Regions from separate parts of the Oryctolagus cuniculus genome. Here region 1 is linked to region 2. The links are chromatin contacts, called in public Hi-C maps. All regions are on one chromosome and are shown on one strand. Each heading gives the region's core, a stretch centred on a gene start, on an enhancer-like site or on the middle of the called end of the contact. The rest is flanking DNA. Distances are from core to core; before and after follow the strand shown. Region 1 overlaps PIK3R1 (phosphoinositide-3-kinase regulatory subunit 1). Region 2 has its middle 210 kb from the start of PIK3R1.

Region 1 (4,362 bases), core at 191-2,690, 250 kb after region 2:
CTGGGGCTGGGCTAAGCTGGAGCCAGGAGCCTAGAACTCCATCTGGGTCTTGCCCATGGATGGCAGGGGCCTAAGCATTTGGGCCATCCTCCACTGCTTTGCCAGGCAGATTAGCAGGGAGCTAGATTGGAAGTGGAGCAGCCAAAAAGAACTGGCACTCCAGTATTGGGTGCTAGTGTCCCAGGTGGCAGCTTCACCCACTGCGCTGGCTGGCTGCTGTGTTACCTTTGATGCACATTGTCAGTCTATCTGGTGCTCTGCACTTGTTGCCTTGTGATTTGCCAAGCAAGAGAAGTGAGAGAAATGATTAACTTCTAAATACCAAAATCAGCACTTGGGTATTAAAGAAGAGTCCTCAATCCAGTGAGCCTGCCATGAGTTCCTGCCACCACTTCTAAGAAGGAGCCTGCGTGAACCACCCTAGGATTGTTAAATTTTTCACCTTCCTCTTTGGCTAGAGAGATTGTTGTATGGTAGACAGTAAAGTCATCCATCGTGTTGGCCAGCATGGCCTGGGTTATGGCTTTCAAAGCCCCTGCATTGTAGGTTTGATTTAAAGATAATTTCTTTTTTTTTTAAAGATTTATTTACTTTATTTGAAAGGCAGAGTTATAGAGAGGCAGAGAGAGAGAGAGAGGTCTTCCATCCACTGGTTCATTCCCCAGATGGCTACAACACGTCAATCTGAAGCCAGGAGCCAGGAGCTTCTTCCAGGTCTCCCAAGCGGGTGCAGGGGCAGATGGCCCAAGTCCCATCTTCCACTGCTTCCCCAGGCCATAGTAGAGAGCTGGATTGGAAGTAGAACAGCTGGGACTCAAACCGGTGTCTATATGGGATGCTGGCACTGCAGGTGGCGAATTTACTCACTAAGCCACAGCGCCGGCCCTAAAAGAAAATTTCATAACATATAGTAGGCACATATTTTTGATCAAACCTTTGCACCCATCTGCCGTAGCCGTAGTGGGCGAGAGACACCGCAGAGGTTCTTGGGAAGGAAGGTGAAAGGGGGCGGTGGCGTTTCTGAATTGGAGTTTTAGCATGCCCTGTCATGTGCTGTTCTTCAAGGCATTATTTTTATGATGAGTCTGTCTTTACGAGCACTGCTGGCCCTTGAGGGTTTTACTTGTCTGGCAGCGCTAAGGGCGCTGGCCACAGGGAAACCGTTCACCCGCCCGTGCAGCAAGTGCATCTGAGGGTGCCTGCGTTGGTCTTCAGGTGGAGGGGCAAGGGAAGGTGCCTGTAGACCTGGGGGAATCAGTAGCCCACTTCTGATGGTAGACCCGGCTGTAAAACCCAGGAAGTTGTTTCCTGCGTGTGAACTACATACAACTCCTATTCTTTGTTTCAAGTGTCCCATTCTCTTCCGTCCTCCACACGTCACAGGTTTTACACTGGAGTCTGTGTAGCCGTGGAGGGGAGCTTTCAGTTGATCACATTCTGAGAAAGGAGCAAACTGCTCCACCGGATCAGGAGTTCCCTGGAGCCCTCGCCCTGCTGTGTGCGGGAGCAACGGGCCTTGGAGACACTCCGGTTGGATCATGCCTGTGGACTTGCAAATCGCTGCTTCAAGTTCACCAGCAGGAATGAGGCAGCCTTCAGGAAGGTTGTTAAGACCTTTGTGTCTGCCAAGTGTGTGAGCGCCCCCTCCCTCCTCTGCCTGGACTGTGGCGCAGCAGCTGGTCAGAGGCCCAGCAGGGAAGAGCGAGGTTGGTTCCTGGCACCCCTGGAGACACCCACACCCCGAGCCACCCTGTCCTGAACCCACGCATCAGCAGAATCACAGGCGCAATCTCAGGCCGGCTTGAGCTCGCGCGTGATGACGGGCAAGTGCCTGCGTCTTTCATTGTTCCGTTGCCGTAGGAGATGCTGTTTAAGTTAGCAAAGCTTGAAGCTAGTGAAACTACTGATTTCACCAAAAAAAAAAAAAAAAAAAAAAAAAAAAAAAAAAATCAGGGGCTAAGGGGAGGGTGTGTAGCCTTTAAAAGTGTGGTGAAGCCATCAAGTTTACAAGAAAAAGTAGGATCAAATGTGGTTTCAATTTGTTGTACTGGGCTCAAGATGATAATATTTCAATAGTGAACTGCAGGGATTTGAGCGTACGTGCGCAGGCTCGCCCTCTGCATTTCAGAATTTGAAGCTATTTAGAAGTTCTAGTTTGTTTCTGCCCCCAAGTCCATTGTTTGATAGTAAGTTAGAAATTTTCAAGGGACGTCACTGAAAATCAGAACTCAGTGTGCAGGATGTGGCCCAGAGATCTGCAGCCTCTTTGTGTGTAGAGAGAGGAGCTACTTTTAGTTTCCCTGGAACGCTTGCCTTTCGGGGGCTCGGCGTGGAGGGAGAGTTGCACGACCCAGGCTAACGTGGCTTGAGCCCCTCTGCCATCCAGGGGCGTCTGCCCCATAGCAGGGGTCTGCAGAATGGGCGTGAGCAAGGCATCGTGGAAAACTACGCATGCCCTGCAAGTTTTTTGGCATCAAAATAGATTTATCCGTTAAACAGATTTGTTTACCTTTGAACTCCACTTTGTTCGTGAACTGTGTGAAGCTCCCTTCACATCCTTTTTTTTCTGCCACAACTTCCATCTATCCGCTACTGCGAGTATTGTTTCCCAAGTCGTACCTGACATGCTATTTAACAAGAAAAATTAACTCTGTGCCTGGCGTAAGTAATTCAGGGTGAGTGGGAATGTATTTACCTTGTCCCCTCTTCCAGCAATATTGATAATTATCTGTATTGCTGTGTATTTTTCTCCCCAAGTAGCCATAATATGCATACGTTTTTCTCACCTGTTTCTGTTACCTGGGTTGAAGAAGTAATGCTTGGTGGCATTTCTGCCTGCCACGGTTTTCCTTTAAAGCCAATTTCCCGTCTGTCTTTGTAATTACACTTTGAGCTGTGGTTGACCAGTCTGTGATTTGTCATGACACTTACCCTGCATTTCGGACAAGGATTTATTTGTCCCATGGGGTTCGAGCTGGAATGAGAGGAAGAGCCAACCAGCAAATGGAATTATTCTGGCTTCTGAAAAGCCTCAGCCTTTTTAAAAGAAGGCTCTGAGAATTTTTTTTTTTTTAAATATATTCTTGGGAAGAAACTGGGTTTGTGAGTACTTGGCTAGAAATTTTAGGAAAGGAAAGAACATTTCCTCTGGCCCCAGGAGCATATTCAATGTGAAATATTACTGTTTTTAAAAGAGCCAAGCTTAAATTTATCTTTGGATCATTTATTTGACTTGAAAATAAATGGATCTAGTCCTTATAAAAAATGTTCAGAATCCTAGTTTAGATAAAATGGTATTTTAGAAAGCCAGGCGTGATGCTCCCACCATGTGCTCTTAATTAAAAACAGCTGGGACTTGCAGAGGTGTTTGCAAATATCTCCCCCGAGCCAGGGACTGGTGAGATCTGGTACAAGTTAGTTCCAGCTGCACACATTTGCCTCATGAGAGCCCTTGATGGTAAATGAAACTCGGCGTCCTACGTGCTTTGGTGCAGTCACATTTTCTCAGCCCTTGACTAAGCAGGTGGAAAGTTTACACAGCCAGGGGGACGGGTGGAGACAACGCACGGGAAACCCACCTGAATCCACTCCAAGAAAGAGCGACTCCGTGTCTTCCTATTGTTTTCCCACGGATCCCTTTCTGTTGTTTGTGTTGTTGTGACTCGCCCAGAATCTCAAGGGGCCTTCGTGTTGGCCGTTTGCTCGTCTGTGGTGAGTGGATGTGCGTCTGTGCCCCCTGATCTTGGACGGATCAGTTGACCACTCAGTGTGGGAACCAACTTGGGACACTCTCCCGGTGCCCCTCCGGCACAGTCACCACGTACAGGACTAGCCCGGGAGAGACTTTTTCTGAAATGAGACCATGGCCATAGCCTATGCTGAGTGCCAGCTGTTAGGCTCTTTCATTGGTTTTTGGTTTTTGGTTTTGGTCGGTCCTCTCCTCTCATTAATTAGGGTGGGAAATCAGAAGTGTGCTGAAAAGAACACTTGAAAAGCCCAATTTATCAAAAGAGAAAGCATCCAGAAAGAGTGAACGGCAGAGTATGGGGACCAGACGCTTCCCGGAGGAGACGTGGTCTTAGGGCATTTTTGTCTCAGGCTTAGGTAGCCAAGAGCATTATCTTAAAAAAAAAAAAAAAAAAGGCTGTGTTCCAGTTGAAGCCTCTAATAAAAAAGCATGGCTGTGTGTCAGGAATCTTGAGGACAGGGTTATGGTTTATGGCATATTTCTGGAATAGTGGTTGAATATGGAAGTCGTTAGTACCTTAGTTAAAGCTGTCCTAAATGGACTGATAAATGTTTCAGTCACCAGTTGCCACTTACTTTTTACAGTCGTAACGTGATTTAAGGGGATAGACTCTT
Region 2 (4,403 bases), core at 467-2,966:
GTTCCATCAGCTAGTTGACCCCTGCAGCGACCATGAAGGCCAGGTCTGAACCAGGCCAAAGCTAGACGCAAGGAACTTCATTAACGCCTCTCACATGGGTGGCAGGAGCACAAGTATGCAGGCCATCATTCACCACCTTCCCAGGCACATTGGAAGGGGGCTGTCTCAGAAGCAGAGCAGCCAGAACTCAAACTGGTGCTCTGAGTAGATGGCTTAACCCACTGTGTCACAACACCTTCCCCATTATTTGTAATTTTTAGAAGAAAATGAGATCCAAACTGAATACACAGGGCTTGGATATATGACACAAGTATATACTTCTTGCTACTGCTGTGCATCGTTCTGAAGTTCTCTGGACTCAGTTTCCCTCTTTGCTTGACATACAGAGATCACTGAATTTAGAATTGACATGCATCAGTTTAGAAACACAGAGATTGTTTTTCAAAGTCCCATTTGTTTTTTTCTCAAATATGCAATATTTGAAAAAAATGACTCAAGTTCATTAAAATAATAACATTTATTTCTGCTTGAAATTTTTTCCTTATTGTTAATAGTTTCGTATTTGGCACCTTTTTTTTTTAACCAGATGTGATTTTCTAGTGTTGTGAAAGTTTGAGAAGCTGGTGAAATTCAGTAATGCCAGAGTGATGTGTATTCCTACATTAACACAATCAGCGGATATGTGACTGTTTCTACTAATTAATTAATGAATAAGGCAACGTGACTGACAGTGGTGCTGGGGAGAGTAACACTGCAATGAGGGTCCCAACAGAGAGTGCACATGAGGGGGCCACGGGCAGTGCAGAGACAAAAAGCTCTAATTCTCTCAAGAATGAAAGGTTGCCAGAATTTGGGACCAAGCACTGAGCACCATGAATAGCTTGCTTGCAAACACCATACACATCTCATCTGACTTGACTTGATTCAGTATGGTTTCTCCAGAAGAGGTTAAAAACTGAGTAAATATAAGGCTGGTCTCCATGGCATGAGCCAAAACCAATTAATTTGGGTCGGTATAATCCCAACAAACTAAGATGCCACAGAGGAAGCACTCGGAGTTCCGCTGACCCACTTCAAATGAGAGCACATGTGATTGAAGCCAATGCAGAGCTAGCCGGGCATAGCCAGAACTGTGTGTTTGAACAATATTTTACTACATGTCTCCATGGGAAGCCTGGGTCCAACTGCCTTTGGTCAACTAGTCTGAGGCTATAAAATGCTGAAGTACATCATTCAACCGTCAGTCCTTGGGGAAGCACAACCTTTGATCACAAATCCCTTTGGCCATCTACTCTATGCGACCAGATCAAAAATAGGAGTATTTATTTCATTTGGCATGGATTGGAAAATTAAATCAACACATCACCAAATGCAAGCTCTCCAGGAGATGTGCCTCAGGCGAAGATCCTGGTGCAGTCCCAGAGAAGCAATTTATATGGCACATAAAGTTTTTATTATGCATGAATTCAGAATTTATTTTTTAATATTTTTTCAGAAGGAGGATTTCTGGCCTATAGCAAACTTCAGATTGTAAAAATCTTTCCACAGTGAGGCAACATCTTTTTCCACAGTGACTGTGGTCCAGGTTCTCACAGCAATGCTCTTACCACACTGGGTCATGGCCAGGTACCTTGGAGGTTAGATAAATACATCTAGCTAAGGAAGTCCTAAATGATAGTTCTGTCACAGTGTCCTATCCCCCACACCATCCAAGTCACCAAATCTCCCGCTTCCTTGCCACAGGGCCAAGACACAGCCTTTCCTGGTACTCCACTTTTGCACACAATGGCCAGCATTCTGCATTGCTCTTGGCCCGTGGTTTGGCCCAGGCACCCGGGACTCAGGAATTCATCTAGAAGTGAGGCTCTCATAACCCAAGCTTCCTGTGCAGACTTCAAACACACACACACAAGTACCAGACCAGCTCTCATGGAGCAAGAAAACAACACAAAATACACAAACCTGAGCCTCAACCTGCCAGAAACAGCCTAATAAATCCTCCCTCGCTGGAGGAAACACTTCTGGGATCACTTCTTCTCTACTTGAGGGATGAAGCATCTCCAAACCCCAAGAATGCAGCCTAGATTCTTTATAGACAGTCTCTTCAGTAAGCTCCACATAGTTTCTGAAATAAAAGGTCACTTTCTGAAGATCCTGGCAAGATTCCTTCTTTTAAAAGCACTCAATTTTAGATTTCCCAAAATCCATTTGCTCTCAAAACTTTATACTCCTGTAGAGACAATACATATGTGCAAACAGATAATCGTGATAAAAGGCGTCACTGCATCAGAAAATGGGTATTTGGGACCCAGGTCACATCCAGCTAAGCCTTTAAGCAACTGCAATTAAATTTTCTGCTCACAGGATAGAAAAACTTCCTTGAGGAAGTGATATTTGAATTCTATCTTAAAAGTCTGGATTCAGCCTTGTAGCCCCAGGAAAAGCTTTTTTTCCTCTATGAAGCCTTCAAAGGAGGAACTAGGAACGTTTTGGAAATTGTAGAACATTGCAGAAATTATAGGGATCTGCAGTTGAAAGTCAGTTCCTGGGGATGAGGAAGAAAAATCAATCCATACTATGCAAAATCAGTTCTTAATGACCAAGAATTGACTGTAGCCATTCCTTTCTGTTCTTACTCACATACCTTTGAGCAATGCCTTGGAGTTCCTTCAATAAAAGTTCTACTGAGTAGATGCAGTCCTGGATTTTGGCCAGAGAAGCCAAACAGCAGTCCTCCTGTTGATGTGTGCTGGGCGTGGCTTCTCTTCAAGGTGACTGGAATGCCAAGTCAATGAGAATGCCATTTTTTCTTCTTGAGCAGCCTCTAGGATCAAGAGACTCCTTCATTTCATTCTAATTGGAAGCTCAAACCAAAGACACTCAGAGATTCTTCCAATTCCGAACCTATCTTCTAGCTATGTATGACATTAACACCCAACCAGGTGAACTTGCAGTAACTTCCCTAGGCAGTGAGAGAATGCATCAGGAAACATAAACCTAAGTGGAAACTTTATTTTGCCCTGTGTCAGAAAGAGACTGAGCAGAGTTGGAACCAGGAATATCCAGAATCAGTTAAAGAATACTGGAGCCGGCGCCGTGGTTCACTAGGCTAATCCTCCGCCTTGCGGCGCCGGCACACTGGGTTCTAGTCCCGGTCAGGGCACCAGATTCTGTCCCGGTTGCCCCCTTCCAGGCCAGCTCTCTGCTGTGGCCAGGGAGTGCAGTGGAGGATGGCCCAAGTCCTTGGGCCCTGCACCAGCATGGGAGACCAGGATAAGTACCTGGCTCCTGGCTCCGGATCAGCGCGGTGCGCCGCCCGCAGCGCGCCGGCCACGGCGGCCATTGGAGGGTGAACCAACGGCAAAGGAAGACCTTTCTCTCTGTCTCTCTGTCTCTCTGTCTCACTTCCACTCTGCCTGTCAAAAAAAAAAAAAAAAAAAAAAGAGAGAGAGAATACTGGAAAGCCAAAATTCTAACAAAAACCAATCAATCCCCAAATGCTATGGCTTCATCTCTCCTTCAGATCATACTACCTAGATGTAGGCCTCCTCCAGCAAAAACTTACACTGCAATTGGATTTTTAATCATATATATACGTATATGTAACAACTGTTCTCATGACATACAGGGTTTGTATAACCCGCACTATCTCGTCTGAGCCAGAGAGAAAGCAAGCCAGCCCTGCTGGAGGCATTGTTAATATCTCAGGCCTGCCCATAATAACTGCCACTCATCTTACTCCGTTCAAAGCCTTGCCCCTGCTTCTTGTTCCTGTTGTCCTCCAGAGCTGCCAGGTGCTAATCCTATACATGTGTGTCTATAAAGATTTTATTTATTTATTTATTTGAGAGGTAGAGTTACAGACAGTGAGAGGAGAGACAGAGAGAAAGGTCTTCCTTCCATTTGTTCACTCCCCAAATGGCTGCAACAGCCAGAGCTGGCCCATCTTTGAAGCCAGGAGCCAGCAGCTTCTTCCAGGTCTCCCAAGTGGGTGCAGGAGCCCAAGGACTTGGGCCATCTTCCACTGCCTTCCCAGGCCACAGCAGAGAGCTGGATTGGAAGAGGAGCAACCAGGTCTAGAACTGGCACCTATATGGGATGCTGGCGCCTCAGGCAGAGGATTAACCTACTGTGCCATGGTGCTGGCCCCTGGATCTTAAAAATGAATTTTGCTCCCTGGTTTGTCTGGTTGTCTTTCAGACCTGACCTAAGCTCGCCATCTGATATTTTGCTTCTTGAGCACTGGGTGAAATCTCCACATAGCACATTGTCACTGCAGTGTGGCCCTGGCAGCTGTGGGATGCGGGCTGATGGGGATATGACTGATGTGTCTCTGCTGCTACAGTCACAGCTGCCTCGTCTTGCACACTCGTGACAGCCTCTCCCTGTAGAGGGACAATGAT

Evidence for each region. Hi-C and Micro-C count contacts between places; a contact is called where the count stands out from the background.
Region 1: a contact with region 2 is called in a Hi-C map of psoas muscle, with 3 times the contacts expected there. The contact joins two enhancer-like sites. A contact is called at or near these places in 2 of 6 Hi-C or Micro-C datasets (psoas muscle and an unstated tissue).

The regions. Positions count from the first base shown.
Region 1 is chr14:89,177,896-89,182,257 of mOryCun1.1, forward strand. The region is part of intron 2 of PIK3R1 (phosphoinositide-3-kinase regulatory subunit 1); the gene reads left to right. Among named protein-coding and RNA genes, the nearest start is that of PIK3R1, 40 kb to the left of the region's middle. Within about 2 kb of position 1,441, at least 3 of the 8 cell types and tissues checked have an H3K27ac peak or open chromatin away from gene starts, as enhancers often do.
Region 2 is chr14:88,926,600-88,931,002 of mOryCun1.1, forward strand. No RefSeq gene overlaps it. Among named protein-coding and RNA genes, the nearest start is that of PIK3R1, 210 kb to the right of the region's middle. Within about 2 kb of position 1,717, at least 1 of the 8 cell types and tissues checked has an H3K27ac peak or open chromatin away from gene starts, as enhancers often do.